4 separate regions of the Mus musculus genome follow, and regions 2, 3 and 4 are each linked to region 1. A link is a contact called in public Hi-C and HiChIP or PLAC-seq data. All regions are on one chromosome and are shown on one strand. Each heading gives the region's core, a stretch centred on a gene start, on an enhancer-like site or on the middle of the called end of the contact. The rest is flanking DNA. Distances are from core to core; before and after follow the strand shown. Region 1 holds the start of Hoxd9 (homeobox D9). Region 2 overlaps Gm50595. Region 3 overlaps Gm50595. Region 4 overlaps Gm39857 (a long non-coding RNA gene).

Region 1 (3,331 bases), core at 218-2,717:
GCGCTTTTTCCGGGTGGAGCGAGCGTGGATCCAGTTCGCTGCAGGGTTGTCTAGGAAGAGGGGGGTTTGCAGACAAGGGAGCGAGGGGCGGAGGGGAGGCAGGGAGAGACGACAGGGTGGGGAAGAGAGGTCGTTAAATTAATTTCACCAAGGATGGACGCTTTTCACAACTTGGGGGAATTATCATAAAAAGCCTTAATGCCCGCGCTCTGTTTACCGTACAAACCGCGCGCCCAAGGTAGGTGGTTATGGGAAGCTTTTTATGGATACGTGTTGCTCGCCTAGGCTTGGGTAGGCGTCTAGACGTTTTTATAGGTTAGTAAAACTATCAGTTTTGCACATTCGAGCCTTACAGGTTTCAGCAATAAATCAGGGGGCAATTTCTTTTGCACTTACTTGGGTCAAGTTGCTGCTGCGGCGGCTGCGGCGGCTGCTTCTCCTCCTCCTTCAGCGAGCAGCCCGGGCTCGGGTGATCGCTGCAAGCTGAGGGCTCGGACGAGCCTACCGCCCCTGGCCCGGTCCCGATTCCCACCCCGGGCCCGTTCCCTGTCGCCGCCGCTGCCTTGTCCCGCAGGAACGAGTTGCACGGGAATTCTGGGCCGCCGCTCCCCTGGGACTCGCGGGCCGCGGAGCACTCAGTCCTTTTGGAGGAGGAGGACGAGGAGGTGGAGGAGGAGGAGGAGGTGGAGGCTGCAGCGGGGGCCGGGGCCGCTCCGGTTTCAGGCTTAATCCCGTAGTGGCGCCCGTTGGCTGGGCCACCGGGGCTGGGAACGGGACCCGGGCCTCCGCCACCGCCGCCACCACTGCCACCGCCACCGCCTGCGCCGCCGGGGAAGCCGGGCAGCGGCTCCATCCAGGAGCGTACGTAGCGTCCCGGCTCGGCGGCAGCCAGGGGCGGCGGGGACACGTACGGGTGGTACAGGCCGCTCATCGTCGCCGCCGCCGGGGGCTGGGCGGCCACCGCGGACCACGAGGCGGAGAACACGGACGATTTGGGGGCAAAACTACACGAGGCGAACTCGGCGGTGGCGGCGGCTGGGCCATCGGCCACACCTGCGGGCCGGCCCTGTGTCCCCGGCCCCGGTGGCCCAAAGCGCGCGGCGAACACCTCGTCGCCCTCATGGCCTATGAGCGAGTCCACGTAGTAGTTGCTGAGGGTGCCACTGGACGACATGGTGAGGCGCCGCTCGCTCCCACCCAAGGTTCCACTGCCCACCGCCGAGCGGCTCCTCGCCGGCGCCCGAGCCGCCGACTAGTTCGCAGGCTGCAGCCACCACCATTGGTCGCGCGGCCCACGTGATCATATTTACCAATACCCGGAGTAAATCAGTCCGCTAAACTGGGGGCTGCTGTGATTTAAAAAAAAAAAAATCATCATCAACAGGAGCGTTGCAATTAGAGCTGCCGGGCCCAGGTCCACGCACCAGCCCGGCCTGGCCCGGCTCAGCCCGCCCTGGTGGCGGCGGCGGCCACAGGCCTAACTGCGGCCGCAGGAGGCGCTGGGGACTATTTGTTCATCTCTTCTTGCCTCTCTGGGTCCTGCGATCTCCACCCGGACTCTGGCTCTCCGACTCCTGGGCTCTGAGCCCTGGGCCGGGCTTCTAAGTCACACCTAGGCGATTATCCAAAGCCCCGGAGCAGTTGGAGGCTCCTGGGCCCGGGCTGCCCCAGGCAGGCTGGCCTTTAAGGGCGGACCCCTGTCGCCCAAAGGGAGTCGTTCTCCCCTCGCCTCTTTTCTTACCTAAACCCATCCCTACACACACACACACACACACACACACACACACACACACACACACTCACACAGCTTGGCGTGTTGTTTAAAACAGGTGGAAGACCTCTGTAATGATATTATGCCTTTCAATAAAAATTTTATGAGGTGTATTTGATTATAGATTAATGTGTCCCTAATAAAACGGACGGATGGAGCAGCTCGGAGTGCCCCTCCCTCTACCGCGCTCACACTCCCGGGGCAGCCACATGTAAACCCTCGACAAAAAGCTAGGCACACGCCCCGAGGCCCAGGGGGTGAGCTGGGTCAACTGGACTCTCGGGCCTGGTCCAGCTCAGCATGGCTTCCAAGGGGCGGCCTCCAAGGGCTGTCTCTCTGCCCTCGCATGGGTGGTGAGCACTGGAGTCCCAAGGAGCCGACAGTGATGGCCATGGTGCCTCATCTTTCCCCAGCCTTCTGGAATGGCCCTGCAAGAAAACATGCCACAGAGGGGAAAACCTAAAGGCCAGTGAGACCGGTTCTCACTAGCCGGAATTAGCCCAGCCTCAGAGAGGCCTGCAGGAACCGCATCTCCGAGGGTAGGTTCGCTGCGTGCCTTTCACACGTGCCTGCAAACGGATTCTGAAGATGTCTTCAAAATCCAGACGAAAGAACAGGTCCTTGATCCACCCCCTTTCCAGTTTTCCCCTTGAGAGGTAAGGCCGGGCAGCCTTGAATCTGAGAGAAATGCCCATTGTCACTCCCAAATCCATGGTACAAAGCCTGCCTGGGAGCCGAGACAAAAGCCGCACGCCAGCGGCGGCTGAGAGGACATATTCCTCGCTCTACAAGTTGCCCAGAGCACCCTTGGAGGGCTCCCAACCCACCTCTAGCCCCGCCAAGAAAGGGGGTAAATGGCTACTTAGGACCTGATTGATTGCCTTGGCGAATGGCTTTCTGATTTTGTTTCAGGGGGCCTGCCCTTTCCTGTAGCACAGGTTTCCCCCCATCAGCAACTAATGGCGCTCCCCACATCGCTGGGAGAAACGCAGAGGTTAAAATCACTCTACTTCTTTTGCCCATCCAAGGTAAGTCAGGGGCAAATTTATTCCAGTCCTCTCAAGCTAGAATGGAATCAGACACTTCTCTCTCTCTCTCTCTCTCTCTCTCTCTCTCTCTCTCTCTCTCTGCTAGCCTCAGAAAAATACGTCCCTAAAGGGATCTGTCTTGGAATTTGAGAGGATTTGGGGTCTGGGAGAGGAGGTTTAAAAAAATCAGTACCGAGCATCCCAAAGACTGTCTGGATGGGGCGAGGCAGCTCAGAGACGCTGAATGCACCGTTCTTTGGGAGGAAAAGGGCCTGTGTTGGGGGGGGGGGGATCCTGTTTTGTGAAATTCTTTGAAGATGGGTTAAAAACCACAGGCCAGACTTGGGGCAACGAGTTCAGTCACCTCTTCCCTTTTTCCTGGTAGCACAAGATGAATGTGGGCTCAATGACAGGGATTCTACAGACGTTGGTTTGAATTTTCCAACCCATGTATGTAAAAGGCCCATTGGACAGACTTGTTGAGCAGTCATGGTCACTTGCAACTGCTTTCAGTCACCTGACAGCTCAGACA
Region 2 (3,331 bases), core at 256-2,755, 820 kb before region 1:
TAACAGCTAAAGCATTTCTCTCTCCATCTTGTAATATAATTAAAAACAAATTTAGAAGCAGAATAGATGTTTTGTATGTTAGAGCCCTGTTAGTTTGGGAAGGGAACAGGCAATTCGTGCAGCTGTTTCTGCTGATTGTAAACCCAGAAGGGGGTTGGGGGGGGGGGAGGCAAAATAAAAAGGAAGAAAGAAATAGAATTGACCAAATATCTTTACTTTTGTTTCCCAGTGAAAAGTAACTCTTTGGGAACAGATGCAGAAAAATTAGGTGTAAATCAAATATTTTAAAGTAGCTCTTCGTCAAAAGAGATGCTCATAAGATAAAGGCACGAGGCAAGCTTCCAGAGGTCCAAGCACCTGGTGGCTGTGGACGGTATTAGCAGCTCACTGAAACCATTGCAGTTCAAGCTGAAGTTTAGTTTGTTTCTGGATTTGGCTTTTTTTTTTTTGTACTCTAGGAGGGAGAGTTTAAAGTGTAGTGGTTTTATGTTTTTGAATTAAGATGGGACTATAACTCCATGTTAGGAAAGCAAGACTGTGGGAATCCAGATGGTTTCACACACATGTGAAGTGATTATCTAAGCATGTATTTGCAGCCATTGCTGCAGGGGTGTGGCATGCTTAGTCAAGTCCCCTCAAGTCCTTGCTCTCATCATCTGGACGACCACTCCCAGGCTGGGCAGTGGTGGTGCACACCTTTAATCCCAGCACTTGGGAGGTAGAGGCAGTTGGACCTCTGTGAGTTCCAGGCCAGTTTGGTCTACAAAGAGAGTCACTCCCAACACACTGTCTAGCATTGAACTTGGTCAGGGTCATCTTGCCCCAGTCCACTTCACCTGACGCTACCTTTTCTTCTAAGACACTAGACAACTTGCCTTTTATGCTTGATGTTGAACAGTTTCTGATGTTGAACAGCTTCCTCCCCTTCTGCATGTGAAACCAGGCTCTTCAGTCTGTCAGCAAAATACCCAGAACAATGCGTAGCACATAGTAGGACCTCAACACATTCTTTAAAAAAAAAAAAAAAGCAAGTCTCATCTCTCGCTTTCATGAACTTCATAATAAAGCGTGAGTGCTGTAGATGGTAGGTAGGACCCAGCTTCAGCCTACCCACACAAATACATTTTCCCATCTCTCTCTCAAATGCAATCATGGCCTGTCTTGCTTGCTCAGTCTGTGCTATTCCTTTGCCTGGAATTCTTTTTGGCCTTTTTCTCCTGGCTAACTCAAATTCAGTTATCAGGACTCGGTTTAATTTGGGTTTTTCTTTCCCCTCCCAGGAAGCGTGGTGTGGTCTTCTGAGTCTATGCACTTCTAATCCCACCATGCTTTATTAACTTGGGAAGGTGACTTTGTATCGCCATTGCCCTTCTGGCTTTCTTTTCCCTTTGGCTGTGAGCTCATTGGGAACAGGAGCCAGACCTGCTTTGTGCACAGTTCTCTTTGTGTGGAATGCGGTGCCTGCCTCCTTTTAGGAGGAGTTTCCCAAGGCATGCATTCAATCAGCGATGCACAAAGAGGTCATACACCATCCGAAGCCAGCAGCATCTATTTTGGTAAGATCTGGGGAAGGCTAACCCGGCATCCTTCCCTTAAGTATTTTTATCTTCCGCAACACATTACTTTTGTCTCCAGTTTCCCTTCTCACTGAGTTGTCACAGGCTGTTAGTTTAGTGTCACAGTCACCAAGCAGTAGAGAAGCTGGATGCCCAGGAGCAAGGAGTTCAAACCCCACTCTTGTTATTTACTGACTCATTAGCTTCTCTGCCTGTTTTCTCACTCATACAATAGGGAAACTTGTGAAAATAATAGCTCAGGACACCTAGCAACACCTCAACCACAGAGTTCCAGGTAAGTGTGTAAAACAGTCTGTTGCAACTAGCAGAGATTACAGAGGAGGTATGTGTGCAGACCCTAGGGTTCCACCACAGCAGGTGAGTGGAGACATCTGTTGCACAGGTCCCTTTGTCTGTCCTGCCACCAGCATCTTCCCACACTGCAGAGTCCAGCACTCTCCGTTCCTTTGTGCTCGCTGCATCTCTGTCTCCTTCCGCTACGGCAGCTGGAACTGTCAAGTTCTCTCTCTTCCATAGTCACTCAAGTGCCTCTGTTCTGAGATGCTTTTAGAACTAGATTCTGTGCCTGTCTTTAGGTGCTGGGCCAGTGACCATGGCCACCCTCAGCTGTTGTAGATGCTCACTGCTCCTTGAATATGGCACCGTTGCTAAGCTGCAACTGTGGGTTTACCTCTTTCGGACAGGCTCTCTTGTAGCTAAGGCTAGCCCCAACCTCTCTATTTAGCTAAGGATTACTGATCTTCTTGCTTCTGCGTCCCAAGTGTTGAGATTACCGGTGTGGGCCACCGACACCATTATTTTTGGTGGTGAAGATGGATGGAGTGCCAGGAAAGCACGTTACCAGCAAGATATATTCCCTAGTCTTGTGTTTTTTAGACTGCAAAATGTCTTTATTCTTGTTAGAAGGGGAAACTAGTAACAATAAAGAGCATGACAAGGTTTGCGTGTGTGTGTGTGTGTGTGTGTGTGTGTGTGTGTGTGTGTATACATGTGCGTGTGTGCATGTGTGGCATTTGCCAATTCTCTACTCTTGCTTTAGTTTTGAGACCATGCAGCACCCATTGCCATTCTGATGTGAGCAGACCAAGCTGAGGGCTCACCCCAGAGAAGCATCCCTTGGCTCTCCTCTTAAAGGAGTCCTTGCCTAAGTATTGGAAGCAGCCACTTTGGCAGGACCCAGCTGCTACAACATTGTTAATGCCAGCAAATAAAAGTGTCAGCGGCCTGGGCTGGGGGCAGCTAGCAGCCTGAGTTCAGTGTTAGTCTGTCCAGATCTGCCTTGTAGGGGGCTGTTTCAAATCCAGCCCACATGAGTAGTGAGTCAAAGCTATTTCCTATTGATGGCTTGCCCTGACCCCAGGAAAAGGTGTTTGGAGGTCTCCCTGCAGCTGCAGCCCACCAGGAAGGTGGGCTGCCTCAGCTTCAACTGCCCTCTCTCTCCAACAGATGGCCCCATCCCAGCTAATGAATCCTGTTCTGAATGGTTGGCGGAAGCTTCCCACCACTGCCTGTCCTGATAATAGAATTTTTGTATTACTTCTCATGAGACTCATAATCACGTGGAAAAAAATGTAAGGAGGCTCGTTTTCTTTTCACCACTGGATGTATTTATTTACAAAGAGGGACTTTAAATGGCGGAGCACATGCTCTCCATGGCAGTAAAACTCCACCCTGTGATTCACTGAGTCTCTAGCCTGCTTCTGGCCTCGCTAAGGCTGTGTAATGTCACTGTACTCATAGGGATTTTGGCCTTT
Region 3 (3,331 bases), core at 555-3,054, 770 kb before region 1:
AATGGGTGATGTCCTGACCTCACACATTGCTACTACTTTCTTGATCATTTTGGATCCTTCCAATGGAGTCAATCATGCCCATTGCTTGGCTTTAGTTAGAATCAATAATGAATGACTTTGTATTGTCATGTTTTGACCATTGGTGCAATTCAACTTAAATGATGGAGGCCCAAAGGCCCGTCTTGCTTTTCTTATATACCTATTTTTGTTGTTTGCTTGTTTGTTTTGAGACAAGAGTTTCTCTCAGTAGCTCTGGCTGTCCTGGAACTCACTCCGTAGATCAGGCTGGCCTTGAACTCAGAGATTCACTTGTTTCTGCCTCCTGAGTCCTGGGTATGAAGGTGAATGTCATCATTGCCTGGTTATTTACTTATTCTTTTAAAACCATTTTAGAGATTAAAATATAATTAATTCACTTCCCCTTTCTTTTTCCTCCCTCGAATTCCTCTCTATACACCTATTCTTAAAATGGTAAAAGATCTCTCTAGAAATGGGAAGTCCTCTTAGTGGGACTGAGCAGGCTGCCTTTAGACCAATTGTCAGACATGTTCACAAGGGCAAATGCTTCAGGAAATCAGAGTCCTACCATGTCCAGGGAGAGGAATTCTCAAAATCTTTGCTGCTGGAGCCACTGGGCATTTGTGAATCACCCGCTCAGTGGCTGCCAACCAGGGACTCCCACCTCAGCTGGGCACTGGGACTTTCAGCGTAAGAATTGCTGATCCCTAATGCTGAAGATTCTGAACTAGTCCTTTTGGGCTGGCATTTGAGCAGCAAATTCTCTCTCTCTCGATCTCTCTCTTTTTTTTCTGTCTGAGGCATGGTCTGGCTCTATAGCTGAAGCTGGCCTTGAACTTGTGTTCTTCGTGCATCAGCTTCCTGTGTGCTGGGATTCCAGCCCATGCTATCACACACTGCTGCCTTTGCATTTTTAAAAGATTTGTGCATGATTATTTTGGTATTTAGAGAGAGTTAAGAATAATTGTCTCGTGTAGTTTGAAGGCAAGCTTATAATAGTGCATCAAGTAGGAGACTACAGTGAGGGGGGCACTCAGCATTGCTCAGATAAACATGTCTTATTTCAAGACATGAACAGGTTTCTTCTCTCATTTTCTTCCCCTCCCTCCCTCCCTCCCTCCCTCCCTCCCTCCCTCCCTCCCTCCCTCCCTCCCTCCCTCCCTCCCTCCCTCCCTCTCTCCCTTCCTCCTTTCTTTTTTTTTACTTTTTGGAGGGAGGAGGCAGGGCCACACTATATAGGTTTAAATGGCCTGGAATTTGCTATGTAGATCTGGCTGGCCTCAAAACTCACAGAGATCCATCCGCCTCTGTCTGCTGAGTGCTGGGATTAAAGGTGAACATTACCACTGCCAGTCCGAAGCCTTTTCCTTCTCAGAAGCCCCCGGTCCCTTCCTGAACGACATGTAAACACTGTGTGGACCCTGTTTTCATCACATCCCAGGAAACCGCAGCACTCTAACCCCACCACTTCTAGGGCAGAGTCCCACACCAGAAGCCACAGTGCTTCCCCTGAGAGACCGGTTTTCTTTATGGGACACAGCCTTCAGTGAGGTGAAGAGATGCGGGGGCACAATAGGCAACATACGGGGTGGGGGTGTGAACAGAAATCAGCAACTCAGAACCAGATAGACTGATTTCGTGGGGGAATGTGGGCCCTGGTGAGCCTTATGATTTTTCTCAACCAGCACCCCGTTTCCGTTTCTGCAGCTCCCCACAACCACAGCTCTGAGCAGCGTGGGAAGACAAAGACAGCTGTGCCCGCTGGCGGCCTCAGATGTTCCCACAGCAGCGCTACACTGCAGGGTCCCCAGGGTCATCAAATATGCAGAAGGATGTTGGAGTCCTTTGTATCACAGCCAGAAATGCCATGTGCTCGGCGTTGGATCGCACTGGGCTCTTGTTCCTGCCAGTAGAAGATTGTGAGAAAGGGGAAATGGCTCTTTTATCAAACTGTATGCTGATAGCAGATTACGGGTGTCTTTGTGAGCTATAGAATGACAGATTTTCCAGGTTCTTGTTCAAGAAAAATGGCTAACTGAGAACTGTACTGGAATAAGAGCCCGACCATTCCAGAAGAAAATCACTGTCCTTAGTTCTCACTGAAATCCATTTTTAAAGGCTACAGCCTGCCTGTCCTCCTTGAGAAGAGCCAGCCTCAGCCTGCACCGCAAAGCCTGTTGGGTAGTTAGCTGCTTTTAGTTGATTAGCTCGGGAAAACTAGAGCTACCTTGAAACTCCCTGGTGGCTGGGGATGCCGGGAAATGCCACTGGGTGAAAGAGCACATGGCCACACAGCAGATGCCTCCTCCATTTCCCTTCAGACGTGAGACTTCTTGCAGTGGGAGATATACAGCTTTCATAACTGAGAACTAGAATATCCAACTTGGGTGACATTTTTTTCCTCTTCTATTTAAGCTGTTTTTCTTTTCTTTTTTATTTTAAAGATTTATTTATTATATGTAAGTACACTGTAGTTGTCTTCAGATACACCAGAAGAGGGCATCAGATCTCATTACGGGTGGTTGTGAGCCACCATGTGATTGCTGGGATTTGAACTTCGGACCTTCGGAAGAGCAGTCGGGTGCCCTTACCCACTGAGCCATCTCACCAGCCCCAAGTTGTTTTTCTTAACACAGCTAAGAGTACTGTGTTTTCGGAGTTTTGTCTTTTCTGAATGACTGGGAAGATTAACAGGAGCTTAATATTATTTCACTGGTCAGTGTTGGCCAATGGGAAGAGTAAGTGGGTTTCTATACCAGCAGCCCTTGGTCCAGTTTAAGCAAACATTTCCTAAGTGACAGGGATGAGAGAATAGAAATTTGTTCAATAAATTTGCCAATGAAAAAGTAGGGCATGGTAGTTTGCCTCTTATTAGAGCTGGTATTAAACGGTGTAAGTAAAACGGAAGAAGAGGAGGAAAAGAGGAAGGAACAACAACAACAACAGATACATGGAAACTGTGAAAGTTTAGAAGGCTGGTTATGTGTAGTACTAGGGCAAACATCACAGCACAAGCCGGGACCTGTTATTTACAACACACCTTAAGATATAACAAATTGTGATCAAGATCCATGTCTTGGAACAAACAGGTCATCAGCTGTCTTTTTCACACTAGGTCAACGGAACATGTCCTCTGCACAGGAGGTGGTAAAAATGGAGCCCTCTATGATTCTGAGGTGGGTCGCTGCTTTCATTAACTCTAGGCTGTAGCCTCGATGGTTGCTGGCCTGAAAGGCAGGCTGAGTACATGTGTGGATTTAGACTGAGGACATCCACAAGGCTCCCACGGAGGGAGAGATTCCGACTCTAACGA
Region 4 (3,331 bases), core at 483-2,982, 650 kb before region 1:
AAACGGGGAGCTGTCATGTTTAAACTCAGTGTTTAAGCCTCGGCATGGCCGCTGGAATAATAATGTCCCGGAAAGCAATATTTAAATGTATCCATCATCATTTAGGTTTTAGACACACAGTTAAATATTATTGATCATTTGCAATTGTGTGCATCCGTGTGTACATGTATTAAACGGAGAAGTAACAGGGGCAGGGAAAGTACAGGAGCTGAAGTGCAAAAATAATACTTGAGCTCCTAATTACCAGTTTTTAATTAAGAAAGCCACAAGCAAATTATAAACATCCAGTTTATAGCATTGCAATCTTAGAGGCTCACACTCATGAATATGGTAATTTTTTATTTTATGCCCTCTTGAGATGTCTTGTTAAAAACATTTTATTGGGGATCCTAAAATTCAGTAAATTTGAAGCCCTTGGCACCTTGTAGATAGTTAAAGTTCTTCAAAAAAATGTCAGCAATAAATATTTGGCAAATATAAAGAATATGCACATTTTCCCAAGTGGGTGTTTTTTTTTTTTCTTTTGGTTCTTATAGTCAAGTGATGACACTGCAGTTCAGAGCATGAATGCATATTGATATTTTCCTCCAGAAACTGCATGGGTTGCTGAGAGAAGAGCGCTCCCACAGAGTTCTTTTTATGTGGGCACCTGGAAGCGGTGGCATGCTTGCTCTGGCTTACAGGGCTGTTTTGGACAATCAGGTGTACAGATGAGCAAGTGGTCTTTATTTAGAGCAATTAAAATCCTACCGCTTTCCTCTCTTGACATGCAATTACTAGGGCTCTGCTGTTTCCACTAATTGCTCTTGCTGGGGACATTGGTGAGAAGCCAATGATTTTGATGGGTAGTGGATTATCATTTTTACTTTGCTACCTGCGGAAAAAAAAATCATTTGCAAAATCCCATGTGTAATTAGCAAGACTCATGATTAATTGTCCTGCAAAATTAGCTTCACTGTTGCTTTTATTTTACTGCTTCAAATATTAATTAATGTTAAACCCCTTTCCTTCAGCTCCAGCTTTTGAATATTCAACGTGGCTTTGAAAAATTATCGAGGCTTCTACTTGCATTAGCATGCTGGAGCTTTGATCTCAGGAATAAGTATTCTGATTTAAAAGATCACACTTGGGTCATAAATAATTTTTATAGGAGGACAAACAAAGCATCAGGGCATCATGGGAAGGCATCCATGCACTAACTGAAAGCAAATTGTTTCAATAGTGATTCATTTCTGCATGCTTTTGGGGGGGGAACATCAGCAAATATGCAAAACACTATATTGTGTGTGTGTGTGTGTGTGTGTGTGTGTGTGTGGACCATTCCCCAGTGTCTGGCTGTCTACACAGGCCACTTCCTACCTGTACATAGGTGGTAGGTAAGGCTCGGAACCTTGGTAGGAAATCACAGACTTCCTGCACATACAGGGATCACAAATGCCATCCGCTGTAAAGACGACCAGTTCTCGAGCGCCTTAGAATCTCTGAATGACCAATTCTTTAAGTCTTGTTCCCAGCCTGGTGGTTCTCCCCATAGAGCACAGGTACAGCAAGATGTAGTCTTTGAAAGATTCTCAGGAGACCATGGGGAATGACTAGGATTGAAACTCATTGGTCTAGCTGAAGCACCTGGATGCCTGAATTCCCTCTGTCACATCTGGACCAAGCGATGCTTGAACACCTCTTGGGTCAGAGAACTCATTCTTATCCATGAAAATAGCTTTCACCTGCATTTCTTGCCCGTGTTTCCCCCTTCTGGTTTGATAACTGCAGGTGGTTAATTTAGCGGCTCAAGACGGCAGATGCCTGCAGCTTGTTGTTGTAAAATCAATTCTCCCTCATGTGCCTGGGCGTGAACTGATGGCATCTCTTCTACTGGCCTGGTATGGGTTACACATTATATCTAGGCAACTGGGAAAGAACCTCCATGATTGCCCTTTCAAAACCTCACTGCTGTGTGCAGCCTGGTGCTAGGGTCATGCTGCAATCTCATGGATCCTGGTGGTGGACTGTTGACAGAGGTGAGGTATTTTAAGGTCTGGCTGAACAATGTCCAGTGACCACAGATGTCTAGGAAACCACATATCTCTATGATAGAAGACTCCATGTGAGCGTTTTCTCTGCATAAAATTTCTCCCTGGGAAATGTCCACTTACACCAGGGCCTGGCCAGTGGGTTTCTCTCAGTCTCATTAGCCGGTGCTTCAAAGGCTTGGCAAGTAAGTACCCAGCATCCTTCTAGAGCAACTCAGAATTTCCAAGAAGTGGCCTTTGTACATAATGCTTCAAAGAAATACATTTGGGCTGGCCTGGCCCCTGTTGCAGCTAAATGTGAAGGAGCAGCACACCAGTGGCTAACGTGCACATGGCCCAACAGATGCTTTCACCACACGCTTCCTGGCTTCCCAGTAATTTCCATAAGACATAAAACAGAGGCCCTGGCTATCTGGGGTCATTAAAACAGCTCATGTTCTGCTCTCCTTAACCAGAGGGTGAGCTCAGGTGTTCTGGTTGGGCTGCCACTGAATTAAATGCCTCCCTCCTGGTACCACATCCCCCTCCCACCCAACTTTTGAGTCACACAGGTTTTTTGTATCCTGTCGGGGGCTGTGGACCATAGAAAGTTAGCCAGGAAGTTCAAAAAAAGCCACAGTGACTTCAATGGGTCTAGGAGGCTTCCAAATTGGTCTTTACATGCCTTGTTTTATGACATTCCTGAGAAAGCGGAGGCTTAGCTATCTTTCTGGTGATGGTGACAGAGCCTGCATGTCCTTGCTCTGTCCCAGGGATACTTCCTGACTTTACCTCTAGTGCCCAAAGGAGAGGTTCAAGTTGACATTGAATCACTGGAGTCATCTTAGTATGAAAGTAGAGTGAGATAGCTCTCTGAGGTTGAGCTTAGTTTTTCTTGTTTTGTTTTGTTTTTTAATTTAGCTTAACTTTGCCTCTTGATTCTCAGTATTATGGATGTGGTGAAGCAATGGAACACTGGTAAATATTTGGAATGGCAGATTGTCGGAGGCAGGGTTCAGCAAAGCATAGTAGTTCACATTGCTGCTCATTACCTTTGCTAGCTGAATCAAATATACCACACCATGGTTTCATTTTAATCTACAGTTACCTTCTCATTACTTTTACACCATTTTTTTTATACTCTAAGAGCTCCGAAATGAATTGCTTTTGAAGAACAGACAAAACCAAACCAAACCAAACAAAAACCAAAAACCAATTAATAACAACAACAACAAAGCCAAACCAAACCAAACCAAAACCCAAACCTACCAATTAACCCAAACTTATTTGGGCTCTTCTGTAGCCAACTTGGACCATAGGGA

Evidence for each region. A called contact is a pair of places that touch in the nucleus more often than the background predicts. HiChIP or PLAC-seq counts read pairs in DNA pulled down with a chosen protein or histone mark.
Region 2: a Hi-C map of uterus shows a contact between it and region 1, with 5 times the contacts expected there. The contact joins the enhancer-like site here to the promoter of Hoxd9 in region 1. A contact is called at or near these places in 2 of 39 promoter capture datasets (3T3-L1-derived adipocytes and hematopoietic stem and progenitor cells), 3 of 484 Hi-C or Micro-C datasets (all in uterus) and 3 of 115 datasets of contacts at active chromatin or transcription factors (embryonic forebrain, embryonic limb bud and neural tube).
Region 3: an H3K27ac HiChIP or PLAC-seq map of T-cell acute lymphoblastic leukemia shows a contact between it and region 1, with 6 times the contacts expected there. The contact joins the enhancer-like site here to the promoter of Hoxd9 in region 1. A contact is called at or near these places in 8 of 39 promoter capture datasets (the 3T3-L1 cell line, 3T3-L1-derived adipocytes, the C10 cell line and 5 more), 5 of 484 Hi-C or Micro-C datasets (cerebellum, cerebral cortex, embryonic stem cells and 2 more), 9 of 115 datasets of contacts at active chromatin or transcription factors (T-cell acute lymphoblastic leukemia, craniofacial prominence, embryonic forebrain and 6 more) and 2 of 9 other capture datasets (adipose tissue and embryonic stem cells).
Region 4: an H3K4me3 HiChIP or PLAC-seq map of embryonic limb bud shows a contact between it and region 1, with 4 times the contacts expected there. The contact joins the enhancer-like site here to the promoter of Hoxd9 in region 1. A contact is called at or near these places in 1 of 39 promoter capture datasets (the C10 cell line), 2 of 484 Hi-C or Micro-C datasets (both in uterus), 7 of 115 datasets of contacts at active chromatin or transcription factors (craniofacial prominence, embryonic forebrain, embryonic hindbrain and 4 more) and 3 of 9 other capture datasets (embryonic stem cells, liver and macrophages).

What each region holds. Positions count from the first base shown.
Region 1 is chr2:74,695,899-74,699,229 of GRCm38.p6, reverse strand. It overlaps Hoxd9 (homeobox D9), which reads right to left and starts at 1,467. Exons shown (of 2, transcript NM_013555.4): 1 at 397-1,467; 2 at 1-50. The coding sequence starts at 1,174.
Region 2 is chr2:75,512,540-75,515,870 of GRCm38.p6, reverse strand. The region is part of intron 2 of Gm50595; the gene reads left to right. It overlaps Gm39854 (a long non-coding RNA gene), which reads right to left. Exons shown (of 3, transcript XR_866456.1): 3 at 844-1,008. Among named protein-coding and RNA genes, the nearest start is that of Gm39854, 5.3 kb to the right of the region's middle. Within about 2 kb of position 1,505, at least 4 of the 459 cell types and tissues checked have an H3K27ac peak or open chromatin away from gene starts, as enhancers often do. A contact at or near this core is called in uterus, where this site is marked.
Region 3 is chr2:75,469,019-75,472,349 of GRCm38.p6, reverse strand. Gm50595 reads left to right here. Exons shown (of 7, transcript XM_017319380.1): 4 at 1,726-1,937; 5 at 3,134-3,194. Among named protein-coding and RNA genes, the nearest start is that of 9430019J16Rik, 27 kb to the right of the region's middle. Within about 2 kb of position 1,804, at least 96 of the 459 cell types and tissues checked have an H3K27ac peak or open chromatin away from gene starts, as enhancers often do. A contact at or near this core is called in T-cell acute lymphoblastic leukemia, adipose tissue, cerebellum and 6 more, where this site is marked.
Region 4 is chr2:75,350,177-75,353,507 of GRCm38.p6, reverse strand. All of the region lies in intron 3 of Gm39857 (a long non-coding RNA gene), which reads left to right. Among named protein-coding and RNA genes, the nearest start is that of Gm32927, 8.2 kb to the left of the region's middle. Within about 2 kb of position 1,732, at least 5 of the 459 cell types and tissues checked have an H3K27ac peak or open chromatin away from gene starts, as enhancers often do. A contact at or near this core is called in embryonic limb bud, where this site is marked.